Regions from separate parts of the Mus musculus genome. Here region 1 is linked to region 2. A link is a contact called in public HiChIP or PLAC-seq data. All regions are on one chromosome and are shown on one strand. Each heading gives the region's core, a stretch centred on a gene start, on an enhancer-like site or on the middle of the called end of the contact. The rest is flanking DNA. Distances are from core to core; before and after follow the strand shown.

Region 1 (7,482 bases), core at 3,247-5,746, 570 kb after region 2:
TACTTGCATGACCATGGACAACCTGAAAACATCAGCCCAGCTCCCGTGAACACCCCCACAAGAGATGTGAGGAATGACAAGCCCACCTGTGGTTTCCAGTCTCTGGACCACGTCCTAGCTCCAGCCACCTCTCAGCTTGGGTCCTGCCTCACCTGTGACCAGCTCCGGCCACACTGTCCTTGATCACTGATGTTCCCTAAGGCTGTCTTCATGTATGGTGCTCTGAGTCAAACTCTCCCCCCTGGGAGCATCTCCCTCACCCTTTCCTGGTTCATTCGTCCTTTAATAGGAAGTTAGAAGCTCCACTCTGGCTGGAAAGCCTGCCCTGGACGCTTCATGTGAGGGAGCCTGCTGCTGAACTGCATTTTTCTTCTGGCCCAGATGACAATGACAATGTGAACCATGTGTGTCCCTTTAACAACCCAGGCTGTCCATGTGACTCCCCAAGGGCTGGAAAACCAACACCCATACGCTCACACCTTCGCCATTTCTGGGCACCCAGGAGGTGGCTGGGTCTCTGGAATGCTGGGATGGATGAACTAACTGTGCAGCTGCTGTAGACTCCAAAATACTGACCCACAAAGAAGAGACGGGGCTTAGAGGATGGACAGTTGGTGCCGCAGCACCGAGCACCCTGAAGATTGGCTGAGGTAGAAGATGATGTAAGTTTAAAATGAAGGGGGGGCGGGAGAAAGGACCGTAGGGGGTCCTCATCTCTGGATGTAAGTTTTTGTTCTTTTTTGTTTTTGTTTTTGTTTTTTTTAGCATTCCTTCTGTCAGTGTTTCTAAGCCTCTTCCTTGTGGGAGGGGCCTGCTGACCCGAGGGGAGGCGCCCACTTCAGCTGGAGTCACAGTCTGTGTGGCAGCTAGGAACAGTAAGCAGCTGGAGTGACTGGGAAGGGGTGGCAAAGGCCTCCTGTGGGTAGAGGAGGGAGGTCCCACAGGAGCGCCAAGGTCTGTCAGGAAAGTCAGTGAGGACGCTGTGTGCTGTCTTAGGGTTTTGGAACTTCCTATAGAACTTAACGGTGACAGCCGCGGGTAAGGGCCGGGCGGGTACAGCATCACCCTGTGTGCTACAGCTGAGCACCACACAGGCCTTCGAAGGGATGTGTCCCCTCAGGAAACACAAGCGCAGTGTCACGGCGGAGCCACACGGCCGGGCTAGGCTCATCCCCACCCTCAGCACCAGACTCTCAGCATCAGAGGTTGGCTGGCCTGAGTATGGCAGGCCTGGCAAACGCGGCTCTGGCAGGCCTTGCCCTCCTCCCCATTCCCCCTGCCTTGCTAAACCCTGGTAACACTGGTAACACTCCTGAAGCTAGTCCCTAAGGCCCATTCCCTTATTTGGTCACTTCCTCCTTCCAACTACTAAGCTAACTAACTACTAAGGTCCAGCTGTCAAAGTATTGAAGTCCAGCAATCAACCTAATTAAGATGTCTAATTAAAACTCCTCATCCTAACGTGGGCTTTCCCCTTTTACCTTTGTAAACTGTCATTTGCTATGGGCCCTGTCTGTGTCCTCTCTATCCAGAGGTAGTCCTTTGTCCCTGCCCTCTCCCTCGTTCCCTTTCCCTTCTTCCTCTGTCTGTTTTTGTCTCGCATTCCCTGCCCTTTGTCCCTCCTGAACTTGGCTTTGGAGGTCCTGCCCGATACAGATCCTTTCAGCTGTTTCCTGCCCAGTGGGCCGACCACAGCCAGGCAGAGTGGGCAGCTCAGCAGGCAGGATCCTGCATGGTGTCTCTCAGAGCTCTCGGGGCGCTCTGAATACTTGACATCTGCTAATAAAGGATGGTGCTGTTGTAGACGGGGCCTTAGTCCCTGTGGAGAGTGAACTGCCCCCAATCTAAGGAGGCCATTCAGAAAGGGGGCAGCATATGGTGGGCCCCAGAGAGGCAAGAGCAGGCACTGAGACATGCTTGCTGCGTGTGTCTGGGGAGGAGGAGCTCACCAGGTAGGAAGACCCAGTGTCCTAAGAGTCTGAGAGCCCTGTTTTCCCTCAGCACTGCAGATGAAACGATCTCTGTCTGTGAGGCCTTGTCACTTGCCTTCTGGGCTCCTCTTCCTGCACCCCCAGCTCTTGCTCTGCTGGCTTCTCTTGATTGTCCTGAACACCAGCCACTGTCCTCTACTTGTTCCCGAAAGTTTGAAGCCTCGTGGAGACTGCCAGATCTCCTGGGAGGGCACCCTTAGAGAATAGTAACTCGGGGATCTAAAATTAAGCAGGTTGTCCTACCATGCGAGAATAGCCCCGGCACACCAAATGCACTCACTTAATTTCTCATTCAGCAGGTAAGAACGGCCTCTTTTAATATACAACACCTGTGAAATGTGTCACTTCAAACAGGTGCCAAGCAGATCCCTGTCCTGCCCACAACTCAAAAGGTGGGTTGGATTACGCAGGCAGAAATGCTGAAAGGTTTCAGGCAGTCTTAAGTGAGTCCTCACACACACAGAGAATGCTCACACACAGAGAATACTCACACACAGAGAATACTCACACACACAGAATGCTCACACACACAGAATGCTCACACACACAGAGAATGCTCACACACACAGAATGCTCACACACACAGAGAATGCTCACACACAGAGAATGCTCACACACACAGAATGCTCACACACACAGAGAATGCTCACACACAGAGAATGCTCATACACACAGAATGCTCACACACAGAGAGAATGCTCACACACAGAGAATGCTCACACACAGAGAATGCTCACACACACAGAGAATGCTCACACACACAGAATGCTCACACACACAGAATGCTCACACACACAGAGAATGCTCACACACAGAGAATGCTCATACACAGAGAATGCTCACACACACAGAGAATGCTCACACAAAGAGAATGCTCACACACAGAGAATGCTCACACACACAGAGAATGCTCACACACAGAGAATGCTCTCACACACAGAGAATGCTCACACACAGAGAATGCTCATACACACAGAATGCTCACACACAGAGAATGCTCACACACAGAGAATGCTCACACACAGAGAATGCTCATACACACAGAATGCTCATACACAGAGAATGCTCACACACAGAGAGAATGCTCACACACAGAGAATGCTCATACACAGAGAATGCTCACACACAGAGAATGCTCACACACACAGAGAATGCTCACACACAGAGAATGCTCTCACACACAGAGAATGCTCACACACACAGAATGCTCACACACACAGAGAATGCTCACACACAGAGAATGCTCACACACAGAGAATGCTCACACACACAGAGAATGCTCACACACAGAGAATGCTCACACACACAGAATGCTCACACACAGAGAATGCTCACACACACAGAGAATGCTCACACACACAGAATGCTCATACACAGAGAATGCTCACACACACAGAATGCTCACACACACAGAATGCTCACACACACAGAATGCTCACACACACAGAATGCTCATACACACACAGAATGCTCACACACACAGAATGCTCACACACAGAGAATGCTCACACACAGAGAATGCTCACACACACAGAGAATGCTCACACACAGAGAATGCTCACACACACAGAATGCTCACACACAGAATGCTCACACACACAGAATGCTCACACACAGAGAATGCTCACACACACAGAGAATGCTCACACACAGAGAATGCTCACACACACAGAATGCTCACACACACAGAATGCTCACACACACAGAGAATGCTCACACACACAGAGAATGCTCACACACAGAGAATGCTCACACACACAGAATGCTCACACACAGAGAATGCTCACACACACAGAGAATGCTCACACACAGAGAATGCTCACACACACAGAGAATGCTCACACACACAGAATGCTCACACACACAGAATGCTCACACACACAGAATGCTCTCCCACCAGCTGAGGGCTGCTAACAGGAGGGATTTCCGGAGATAACAGGGCGGGCGTGAGGCCCTGTCTCTGCAGAACAAAACAGCAGCAGAAGATTCAACATTTTTTCAGGCCATACGGTGTTGTTGTTGTTTTTGTTTCCCCTCCCTCATTAAATAAAACCCCATCTCACAAAAGCTCTCTATTCCTGTCCGTTCCTCAGCCAAGAACTCGCTACACACTGGCTAAGAGGGAATGACCTTAAAAAGTTGATCTTATGGTGTGATGACAGTTTCCTCCTTATTTAAAAAAAAAAATAAAGAAGCTAGTTTAAATAAATAGTATAGAAACTTTTTTTTCCAAACTAAATAGGCTGTAACTGACAAATAATTGCTGGTATAATTAAATTACTTGGAAAAAAAACACACCAAATTACTAGAGTACTAACAACCCTCCTGTTTATTCTAGAAGTCAATGAAAAAACAAACAAACAAACAAACAAATCTCAACAAGAAAACCTGCAGCTCAAAAGCTGCAGCCTGAAAACAAGTGCTTCCCTCTCCAGCACACTTAGGCATGCAGTTAGCTGCAACTGCAACTCGGAAAGTGGAAGTTGAAAGTCACAGGCAACAGCCGGCAGACCAGGAACTCAAGAATAGGAGGAAGCAGGGTTAGAATAGCAATGGGTTCCTCCCACAGATGTATATTTTACAAGAAATTTCGTTTCTATTTCAGATGTGGAAAGAGAACATGTTTTTCCCACTGAGAGGGGAAACAGAAAAGGTCAGAGGCCGCTGACCCATTACCACGTCTGGAAACAGAACAGTGGAGCCAGTCACTGGTCATGAAGTGACTTAGGAGAAGTGGCTGAGGGACGGGCTGTCCCTGATGAGGACACAGCTCCGATACTATTCTGGGGTCTCTCACTCAGTAAGCTAGACAGTGATTTTGCAGGCCCTAAGAGCCAGGGCAGTGATTCACTGGGTAGAGTACTAGTTACACATGCAGGACCCCTGGAACCCACATAAAGCTACACATGGCTGTGCTCATCTGTAATCACAGCTCTCTTACGGAGAAACGGGAGGCAGAGACACGAGAATCCCTGAAAGCTGACAAGCAGCTAACCTAGAGGGACACAGGGGTGAGCAAGAGACTGTCTCAAGCAGAGTAGACAGCAAGTCCTGACCCCCACAGTTGTCCAGTGACTTCTAGACATGTTCTATGCTATATGCACACCTGTTTGTACATGCACACACACATACACACGTGCGGACAAAGATGAAATAACAACAGTCTTGCAAAAGGGCACAAGGTGCTATGAGACAGCAGCTGCCACCACCAGCAGAACCAGGTTACTGAGGACCTGGCCAGGGACTCCCACCACACAGGCTCTGACAGTGATCTGTCACCCCAGAACAGGTTTCTCCACCAGAGCCAGAGTCTCTCGGTCTGCCACCCTCTAGAGCACAGCCGGCCTCTCCTCTCTCTCCCCTCACTTGCTCCCTAGGAGATACAGGGAGAGTCAACCTATGACATAGGAGGGAAGTGAGAGATTAATTTCCCCACCACTATGGGCTGAATTCTGCTGTCCATAATCATGGAAGTTGGGGGGGGGGGTCTTGAGGAAGGGACTGGATTTGATGAAGTGCCATGGATGGGACATGGGAATCCTCTGTGTTAAGCCACCCAGTCCGTGGTGCTTTGTGATGCTTCAACTGTCACTGGTAGTTTGTGAGAGCCTGAGCTAGGACACTCTCGCCAGTCCATGGTAGTTTGTCTGAGCCTGAGTTAAGAAACCCCCAGACACTCAGCTTTAAAACCAGGGTTTAAGGGTCTATGAATTCCCAACCCATTTTCTTGACTCATTAAGAAGCAGTGAATTAAGACATTCAGTGTCTTTTAATTGCAGCATATGTTTTTGCTTTCAAAGCCACTTGTGAGGCTGACTTTGAAAGCTGGCTCTATGCTGGAGGAGTGAGATTCCGTTCTAGTCAAATGGCAGTTCTCTTCTCCATCTTTCTGACCTGCTGAAAGGAGGCATGACACCAACATGAAGGCAGCTCCTGAACAAGCTAAATACAAGGCACTCTGACAGCTTTACTGAGCTATAACACACATGCTGTTACAGTACAGTCAATATCCTCACATTCTGACAAATGCCTGACATATTGCTTGAGATCATAAATACTGTTTTATGATTGTTGCTGTATTGGTGTGGTATGTGTGGTGTGTGCACGGATCCCTCTTCTGGCCTTGTATGGTTCCACACAATTGGTGCACATAAACTGACAAGAGCACACATTTACACACCAAATAAATAACACGTATAAAACTTCCAAAGTCCCCACAGTCTATAGCAGTCTCAACAATGTTAAAAGTCCAAAGTTCAAAGTCTTTTCTGAGAGTCATCCAATCACTTAACTGTAATCCCCAAAGCAAGACAGGAAACCAGATGGACAAACTCCAAACTCATTTGAAGGAGGTCTTCAGATCTCCAACTCCTTTTCATCTTTGTTGACTGCAACAAACTTCTTTCTCCTGGGCCGGTTCTATTTCCTGTTAGCAGCTTTCCTCAGCAGATAGCCCACAGCTCTGACATCTCAAACATCTTGGGGTCTCCAAGGCAATTTCAGTGTTACAACTTCTTGGTTCAATGTCTGGGATCCACACATGATCTTCTGGGCTCCTCAAAAGGGCTGGTGTCACTTCTTCAGCTCTGTCCTCTGTAGCACTCATGGCTCAGGTTGATCCACTCCACTGCTGCTGCTGTTCTTGGTGATCATCTTGCAGGTCTTCTGCTGCAACTAGGCTTCACCAATAGCCTCTCATAGGCTCTCTTCATGGCACCAAGCCTCAACTCCTTTGCATGTTCCCTTCAGTCCTGGGCCGTCAGCTGCAACTGAGGCTGCATCTTCACCAATGGCCTTCCATGGTCTCTCCCAGTGCCAAGCCTCGGCTGCTCTCCATGACCCCTTCATGCCTTCAAAACCAGTACTACCTGGGTGACTCTTACACATTACCAAGTCCAGCTGCAGCACGAGGTACAACCTTGGCTATCTCTGGAACACAGCTTCTTTGTGCTCTGAGAAAACACTTCCCAGAAGATTTTACCTCAGTGATGCTGGTCTCTTCTTAATCACTGCTTATTTCTTAGCTCCAGCTGACCAGCATTGTCCCAGTAGTCTCCTTCTCCTCTTGACTATAAAGCCAGAGAAACATGGCTGAGGCTGCTGAGTTCTGCTGCTTGCAGGAGCTGGAACATGGCCCCCTAGTTCTATTACATTATCACCAGCTTCCTCTTTTCCAGCTCCTTCACTGCCTAAGCTTGGCTGTCCTGGATCTTGCTATGTAGACTGACCTTGAACTCAGAGATCTGCATGCCTGTCTCCTGGAATTAAAGGTGTGTACCACCATGCCTGGATCTAAACTTAGCTGGGTAGGATCTTGCCCCAAAGTCCCTTAATCTGTTATCTCCTAGAACACAGGATTCGGCTTCATTTCACTTCCTGGTGCCCCTTTAATAACATATATTTTATATTTTTCCTTTCTAAGCTTGCTAGGCTTGTTCAAAAATGTTCTTCATGAGGCTTAACCAGAGAACAAAGTCTCTGCTGGGCTTTT
Region 2 (7,425 bases), core at 354-2,853:
TGGTCCTTAATCATAGTCGTTAAAATGAGCTAACCCCACAAGAGTAAGTTCACATTCCTGAGACCATGTCTGGGCCGTTGCTGAGGGCAGTAAGTTTCCTCCGCTAAAAGTGAAGCCCATGATGATTTCATCGTTGCCTTGGAGATGGGAGCTCTTGTTGGAGACGCTGGATCTGAGCTCAGGGCCCCTCCTCTAGCTCTTGACGCTACTTGGAGGTGCACTGTGACTTCTGTCCTTGCTGCTGGCAGGCTGGGTGGGGTGGGGCTAGACCTCTCCTTGAGATGTGTGGTCAGACATTGCTTCGAGATTTCTGATCTGGTTCCTTATGTCTGCCCAGAGTCTCATTAGCCAGGCAAAGAGATAACAGTAGATCCTAGGTCGTGGCAATACCAAGCAGTTATCATTTGAGGCAGTGAATGTTCCAGAAAAGCAGTAATCAGATACTAAATGGGTTCCTACAGGAGATGACCCTGGCAAGATTAACCAGAAGTGACAGGCATCCGGAGCAGAGAACCAAAGCTTGTTTAGAGTAAACTAGGTTAAAATGAGGTACCAGAACCAATGTCTAGATGTGAGAACACCGTATTAGTCAGAGTTGGATTTTTATAAAATTGTGGTTTTAAACTTTTATTTGTGCCCGGCAGATTACAAAGACTTATCAGAAGCCAGGAGTGGTGACACACATCTTAATCCCAGCATTTGGGAGGCAGTGGCAGGCAGATTTCTTGAGTTCCATGGTAGCCTGGTCTACAGAGGGAGTTCCAGGACGGCCATGGCTACACAGAGATCCTGTCTGGAAAACAAAACAACAAAGATGTATCCATACAAAGACAGGCATGTTATAGACAAAGAAACTGCAGCATCCAGAAGTTAAACTTGCCCACCTTGTACAGTTACAGCTACAGATCCTGCATTAAATTCGAGGCACTCTACACGCATAGCCCCGTTTTTCATCAGACTCAGCAGTGCTTTGTTGTTTGAGAGACACTCCTGACTCTCTCCCACCTGACTTTAGTCCTAAGGTGGAGGTCGCGAGCCTGGCCACCAACCTACTCAGTGCTTAGGAGGATAGCAGCCGCCATTTCCAGTGCCCAGCAGTTGCGTGTGGTATGACGCCATCAGAAAGCATGAACCAGGAGTTCAGAGCAGCACCAAAGTGAATCCAAGCAGAAGAACACAGCAGTTTATAAATAGCTGGCACTGCCTGGCGAAGGGAAGAAGCAGACAGTGGAGGGAGTTGACTGGGAAGCGTGCTTGCACCAGTATCAGTGTCAGTAACAGTGACCAAATTGTAAAGCAAAGCCAGCGCCCTTGACCGCACATGACCCGAGGGCCCGCCTTTCCTGTCCTCAGCCTTAAGTTACTTTTAGAGAGATGGCCCAGCAGTTAGGAGCACCTGCTGCCCTTCAGATGTTTAGACCTGCCCTGTTCCTGTGGTTGTTTGAAAAGTCAGTGGCCTCAGCTACAGGTCACATGTATAGACGTAAGAATAGGACTCACTGGACTCTAGTATTGGAGCCAGCTTTCTGACTGAGCGAGCTCTGTCCTCCAGAGCCACCTCCAGGTGCTCCTAAGCCAGGGAGGTAACTGTAGGATCAGTAGGATATGGAGGCCCATTTGGATGCATCCTTTGGGGCAGAACTAAGGACGGACACAAGCACTGGCTGCACTCGGCAAAGCAGATGGCCCCTTGGAACATTTTCAACAGAAGGCTCTATTCTTGTGGAATGTTGTGGACTTTAAAATTATAGCCTCTGAGAGACTGAATTAAAGTAGTGATAGCTCTGAATATGCTGTGTGTTCATCTCCTCATCTTGTATCTGTGGAGCTCTTAAGTGGCTGCTGTTTTGGTTTTATCCTCCTTGTCTCTATATTGAATAAATGCTTAGATAGTGAAGGTTTTAGAATGCTTTTGGTTGGTTGCTCTCCTTGCTTGGAATAATAAAAACCAAGTCAAATTATCTTTACGAATTGCATGACTTCCTGAGTAATGAGACCTGTCAGGTGGACGCTGTGAGGTAGATGCCTGAGGACCTGAGCTGAGGTGCTTCAGCTCATCCCATTAGGAGCTCAGGAGAGAAAAGTCAGTAGGAACGCGCGTGCTTACGGAGCTTGCCACTTCATGGGCACTGAGACTAAGACGGGAACTGTCTGTGCCATGTGTCAGTCAGGGGCAGAGGCTGTGGCTTTGTCGTGGGTGACTGGTGTGTTCAGCAGTTGGTTGTTTCCATTTAAATGAAACATTGTGACTTCCCACAGGTGGATGAAAGCCAGACTGGAGAGCCAGGATGGCTTGGAGGAGAGCTGAAAGGGAAGACGGGATGGTTCCCTGCAAACTATGCAGAAAAGATTCCAGAAAATGAGGTTCCCACTCCAGCCAAACCAGTGACCGATCTGACATCTGCCCCTGCCCCCAAACTGGCTCTGCGTGAGACCCCTGCTCCTTTGCCAGTGACCTCTTCTGAGCCCTCCACAACCCCCAACAACTGGGCAGACTTCAGTTCCACGTATGTGTTAATATGCTGTCTTTGGCAGTCTTGAGTTGTTCCTCTTTGAAAGGGTGTGTGTTCATGGCCCTTCCTCTAGCTGGCCTACTGACAACAGGGTTATTGGCTTCTCAACTAGATTTAGTAATACCATTGCCAAACAGAGATTTACCAGGGTGCAAAGTGAAGCCAGCTACAGTTGTTCCATCATTATCTGTATTTTTCATTTGGGGGAAGAAATGGAGAAATACAACTTCCTAATAATTCGTGTTGACAATCATGTCCGTCAGCAAAAAATTCAGTAATTTCCTGCAGGCTAGGAAATGATGCTATTTTGTTAGCCAGGAACTAAAATTGCAACCGGTCATGTGTTTCGGAATAAGACAGAAAGCTGTTTCTACAGAAAGTTTCTGCTGAGCAAGTGTGTTGTGTAGAGAAGTGTACCTCCCACTTGCCCACTCTGAGGGTCTCTGTCCTTGGTCATCAGGAAATGGCATTCGCCAAACAGCATGTAAGCAATTGATGGGTGAAGCCACTGTAGTGGCAAGGAAGTGTTAGTAAACTCCAGAAGAGCAGTCAGAAGTCAGTGTGATGCAGTCACACCTGGACCTTATTCCAGCTCAGGCTCAGCTCACTGCTGACAAGCAGGGCGGCTTTGGTGGAGGGGAACCTAGACCATCTGTGGGGCAAGGTTTTATAGAAAGCAGCCAGCGGCGGGAAGGTGTGTGTGTGTGTGTGTGTGTGTGTGTGTGTGTGTGTGTGTGTGTGTGTTTCTAGCCTGGCAAGCACCCAGGTGAGAGGTATACTTTAGCATTCTTGGCTGGTGCTGGGAGTCAAACCATAAACTTAACTTCTGCCTCCCACTGCATTGGTGGTTGTGAGGCAGAGGCAGGCTTGCAGCCTAAGGGTGCAGATTTGTTGAGGAAATAACCTGGATTTGATGGGGGACATTAACCTAGAGACACAGGTCTTATTGGGGTGAGTCTAGAAACTGGAGCTCAGATTTTGTTGGGGGGGTAACTTGGAAACTAATGCTAGGTTAGTTTATCCGAGTTCAAACTTAGGTCAAGTTCTCTAAAATGGAGTCTGAACTTAAAAGCTTTGGTGTCTTACCACCGCCTAGACTTCCATTTGTAGGTCCAGGACCTGCACGTGCAGCTGTCCAAATAGATGTTGATCTGTGGGCAGTGAGTGTATGAGTGGGAAGGGTTTTCTTTTTTTTTTTTTTTCCAAGTTGAATAAATAATCTTTCAGAAACAAACATGGAAGTCAAGGAGCCCAGTCATGTTTTCTGAGAAAGATCAGATGGAACAAACAGAGGGGGTAGAGTAATGACCAAGGAAGGAAGACGTGGTGGAAAGGGAGAGCTCAAGGAATCACAAGGTCTCTCAGTGCACTTTGAGACTGAGGTTGAAGGTGCCCAAGACTCCTCCCTGTGGAGGGAGCCTGCTTCAGAGACAGCCTGCCTGAGCTCCAGTCGCACCACCCCTACTTGCCTTGGTCTTTGCTTAAAAAGCTCTTGACATTCTAAAAAGAGGTTCCAGTTAGGTTACAGCGCTGGTACTGTGCTTGTTGGTTGAAATGGAGTCTCCTATAGCTCAGGCTAACTTCAAAGTCATCACATGATCTTGCTACAGTTACAGGTGTGCACTGCCACACCTACCATGCATGTCGCTGGAGACAGAGTCTAGGGCTTTGTGCATGGGGCTAGGCTCCAGGCCCAGGCCTGACACCACCATTTGGGCTGGTCTTGTTTCCTCTGTGAAGCAGTCCACCTTCTTTGTGTGGCTGTGGGTGTCCCGCGATGCGCGACACTAAGAAGTTCTTACTGCTTACGGTGCGTGCCTTTCCTTCCAGGTGGCCCAGCAGCTCAAACGAGAAGCCAGAAACGGACAACTGGGATACATGGGCGGCTCAGCCTTCTCTGACCGTACCTAGTGCTGGCCAGTTACGGCAGAGATCAGCCTTTACCCCAGCCACAGCCACTGGCTCCTCCCCATCTCCCGTCCTGGGCCAGGTAGGGGCAGCTAGCGAAGACTGAGTGTGATCTGCACCTAACGTTCACACCAACAGTCCCAGCAGACATTGTTGGCAATGTCATTTACAAGCAGGCTCCTCCTACGAGGCTGGGTCGGCTGGCTGAACCTAGTTCAGAAAGTTGAGACTTATTATAAACCTCCCAGAGTTCAGAGGGCTTAAACTCTCCTGCCTGTGTCTATCTGAATAGCTTCATTGAAAAAGTGTCATCAAAGCTGCAATGTTGATAGATTAAAAAGGTATGAAAACTGACACGGGGAGAGCCAGGAAGTGTGTCAAGAATTCTGGGACAGCCAGTCCATTTGGCTGCCCCATCAGTCTGTACTGGAAAAGGAAGGCTGATTTCAGGCTAATGGGGAGGCCTGCTAAGGAACAGTGTTTCTGAAAACACAGGGGTTGTTATTGTGAACATTTCTCCTTTAATTAATGTAATGATAATAAAGGAATAAAATCAGTCAATCAAACAAACAGCAAATGCCCGTCCTGGAGGCCCCAGGAAATCACGGGGAGTTTCTGTTCTGAAAATGCTTAGATTAGAGGAGCTTCCAGGCATGTGAGGAAGTGGTCGGCAGGAAGATCAGAGCCGCTGAGCAGCAGTGCTCCCGAGGGTGCTCAGTGTGGAAGCCTAGACCCCGCTGAGTCCCTGTGTCCACACCACAGAAGAGGGGAGACGGAGCAGGCCCGGGCCCTCGGGTCAGAGGCTCACGTGAGACAGCAGGAGCCCAGGAGTGTGCAGTGAGGGCGCGTGGGAGGACAACTCAGCAGCAGCGCCTCTCCTCTGCCTGACTCAACACTTAAGCACAGTGACCAAGGAGGCACTATACGCGAGGCACAAGAAGCGTGGGGACAAGAGTGGGTTCCAGAGCCTGGGGGAGAGTGAAGTGGTCACGTCATCCAAACCCACTTAGGGCAAAGAGACCCCTGTGGATAAGGAGAATGCTTCCCTTGGTGACTTGAAGGGGTTGGAAGTGAGGTCAGTCCAGATGGCAGTGGGGTAAGAGGAAGCTGAGCCCTGAGAGGCCTGCTGGTTTGTGAGGCAGAGAGAACTGACACAGAGTGACAAAGTGACCATCAGTCTGTGGGTGATGAGCAAGCCCTCGCGACCTTGTTGGAAGATAGGCTTAGGAACTGCCTGGGGAGGAGGGAGGGCTCCCTAGGAAACTGAATTCAGTGGTCTCTAGCAGTACTGTCCACTGGAGACCAGAGGTCTTGGGACTGTAGCCTCTGAACTGTTAGTGCAGTTTCAGCAAAGGCTGTGTGTAGGTCTTTACTGAACATCACTGTCTTCAGGAGAGTGCCATCTCTTTGGTAGATGTAGAAACTGAAAAATCTCTCAGTTGCTTAAGTGTCATGAAATTAGCAAGTGGAGAGCCTGGGATTCACCCCCAGTGTTCTTGTCTGACTTCAGGCTGTTTCAGAAACCCAACCCAGAGAAAGGAAAGGTGTTGGGACACATCCCAAAAGCTGTAGAGGCACAGAGCAAGTCGCTTCCCTTTCAGTCTGGCCTGGAAGTCCCTGAATTAGTTGAAAAGGCTAGACAAGGCATAATCTCTGCGGACAGGGCGGTGGGGGGCTTGGGGGGAGGGGGGTGGACAGAGAATAGCAATGCTAGGGCTAAAATGGAGGAGTCCATGTTCTAGGCATAAGGAGGTAAGGGTCCGCGCAGAGCAAGGGTCAGGGGTCAAGAGCACACTCATGGGAGCTACTGGCCAGTTATGCTCCGGCAAGTGCAGGCAGCTACAGACCAGTTGTCCTTGGGCATTAACTCTTGTTCTTTATCCATTTATGGAAAATTGAAGTGGGACTTGGTTTGTTTATTTCTTTAAGTCATTGTCATGATCTGAAGCAGATAATAAGCGCCTCGCCTGCCTTTGCAGCCATGTCTCCTGCTCCGCCCCTTCCTGAGCCGAGGCTGCCCACAGCCCCGGAGCCTGCTCCTCCTCCTGGACCACGTGCTGTGCACTCAGCGTGCCACCTCAGGGCCTTTGCCTGTGCTGTGCCTTTGGCCTGGAGCGCCCTTCTGCCTCCCTAGCTCTCCAAACCCTTCAAGGCCCAGCTCAAGTGCCTCCTCCCCTGTGAAACTGTCCCTGGCGTCCCGAGGCAGGGGTTGGCCTTTTCTCTCTGGTCCTGCTGGGAAGCAGAAGTTTTGTATAGTGTGTTTCACTCCACCCAATGATACACGCGGCTGTTTCTATCTGTTCCTTGCACACAAAGTTCCTCACTAGAGAATATTTCTATAGCACTTCAAGGTTAATAAAATGTTTTATCCAAACTATGTGGAGAGAGCAGAAAGGACGTTTTCTTCATTCTTATAATCCCACAGTATCTGGACTTATGGGAAATAAAAAAGCACAGTCCAGTGCATGGCCTGTTTGCACGTGTCCGTACAGATTGAAATGCAGTCAACTCCTAAACTGAGCCGTGACCTTGAAATACAAAAGACTTAGAGCAAGTGTGGCTGCAGCAGTGCAGCCTGACAGGGCTCTGGGAATGGCGACCGGTTTTTGTCTCCACTTTTGAAATGAGCAGTTGCTGAGAAGCCACAAGGTGACTAGCACTCCTGAGCTGGGGCAGCGTCCTCTATGGCTGTGTGTCTGTGTCTGTGTGTGTGTGTGTGTGCGCGTGCATGCGCGCGTGCTCGGCACTCGCTGTGTTGGTTGGTAGCAAGCTGCGGTGTAATCACGGATCCTTTATGTCATTCCACATAAGGGTGAAAAGGTGGAAGGGCTACAAGCGCAAGCCCTGTATCCCTGGAGAGCCAAAAAAGACAACCACTTAAATTTTAACAAAAGTGACGTCATCACCGTTCTGGAACAGCAAGACATGTGGTGGTTTGGAGAAGTTCAAGGTCAGAAGGGTTGGTTCCCCAAGTCTTACGTGAAACTCATTTCAGGGCCCGTAA

Evidence for each region. HiChIP or PLAC-seq counts read pairs in DNA pulled down with a chosen protein or histone mark.
Region 1: an H3K27ac HiChIP or PLAC-seq map of microglia shows a contact between it and region 2, with 5 times the contacts expected there. The contact joins two enhancer-like sites.

What each region holds. Positions count from the first base shown.
Region 1 is chr16:92,411,310-92,418,791 of GRCm38.p6, forward strand. All of the region lies in intron 1 of Rcan1 (regulator of calcineurin 1), which reads right to left. Among named protein-coding and RNA genes, the nearest start is that of Gm41498, 32 kb to the right of the region's middle. Within about 2 kb of position 4,497, at least 68 of the 459 cell types and tissues checked have an H3K27ac peak or open chromatin away from gene starts, as enhancers often do. A contact at or near this core is called in microglia, where this site is marked.
Region 2 is chr16:91,846,463-91,853,887 of GRCm38.p6, forward strand. Itsn1 (intersectin 1 (SH3 domain protein 1A)) reads left to right here. Exons shown (of 39, transcript NM_010587.2): 20 at 2,260-2,507; 21 at 4,344-4,503; 22 at 7,233-7,425. Among named protein-coding and RNA genes, the nearest start is that of Gm52262, 54 kb to the right of the region's middle. Within about 2 kb of position 1,604, at least 52 of the 459 cell types and tissues checked have an H3K27ac peak or open chromatin away from gene starts, as enhancers often do. A contact at or near this core is called in microglia, where this site is marked.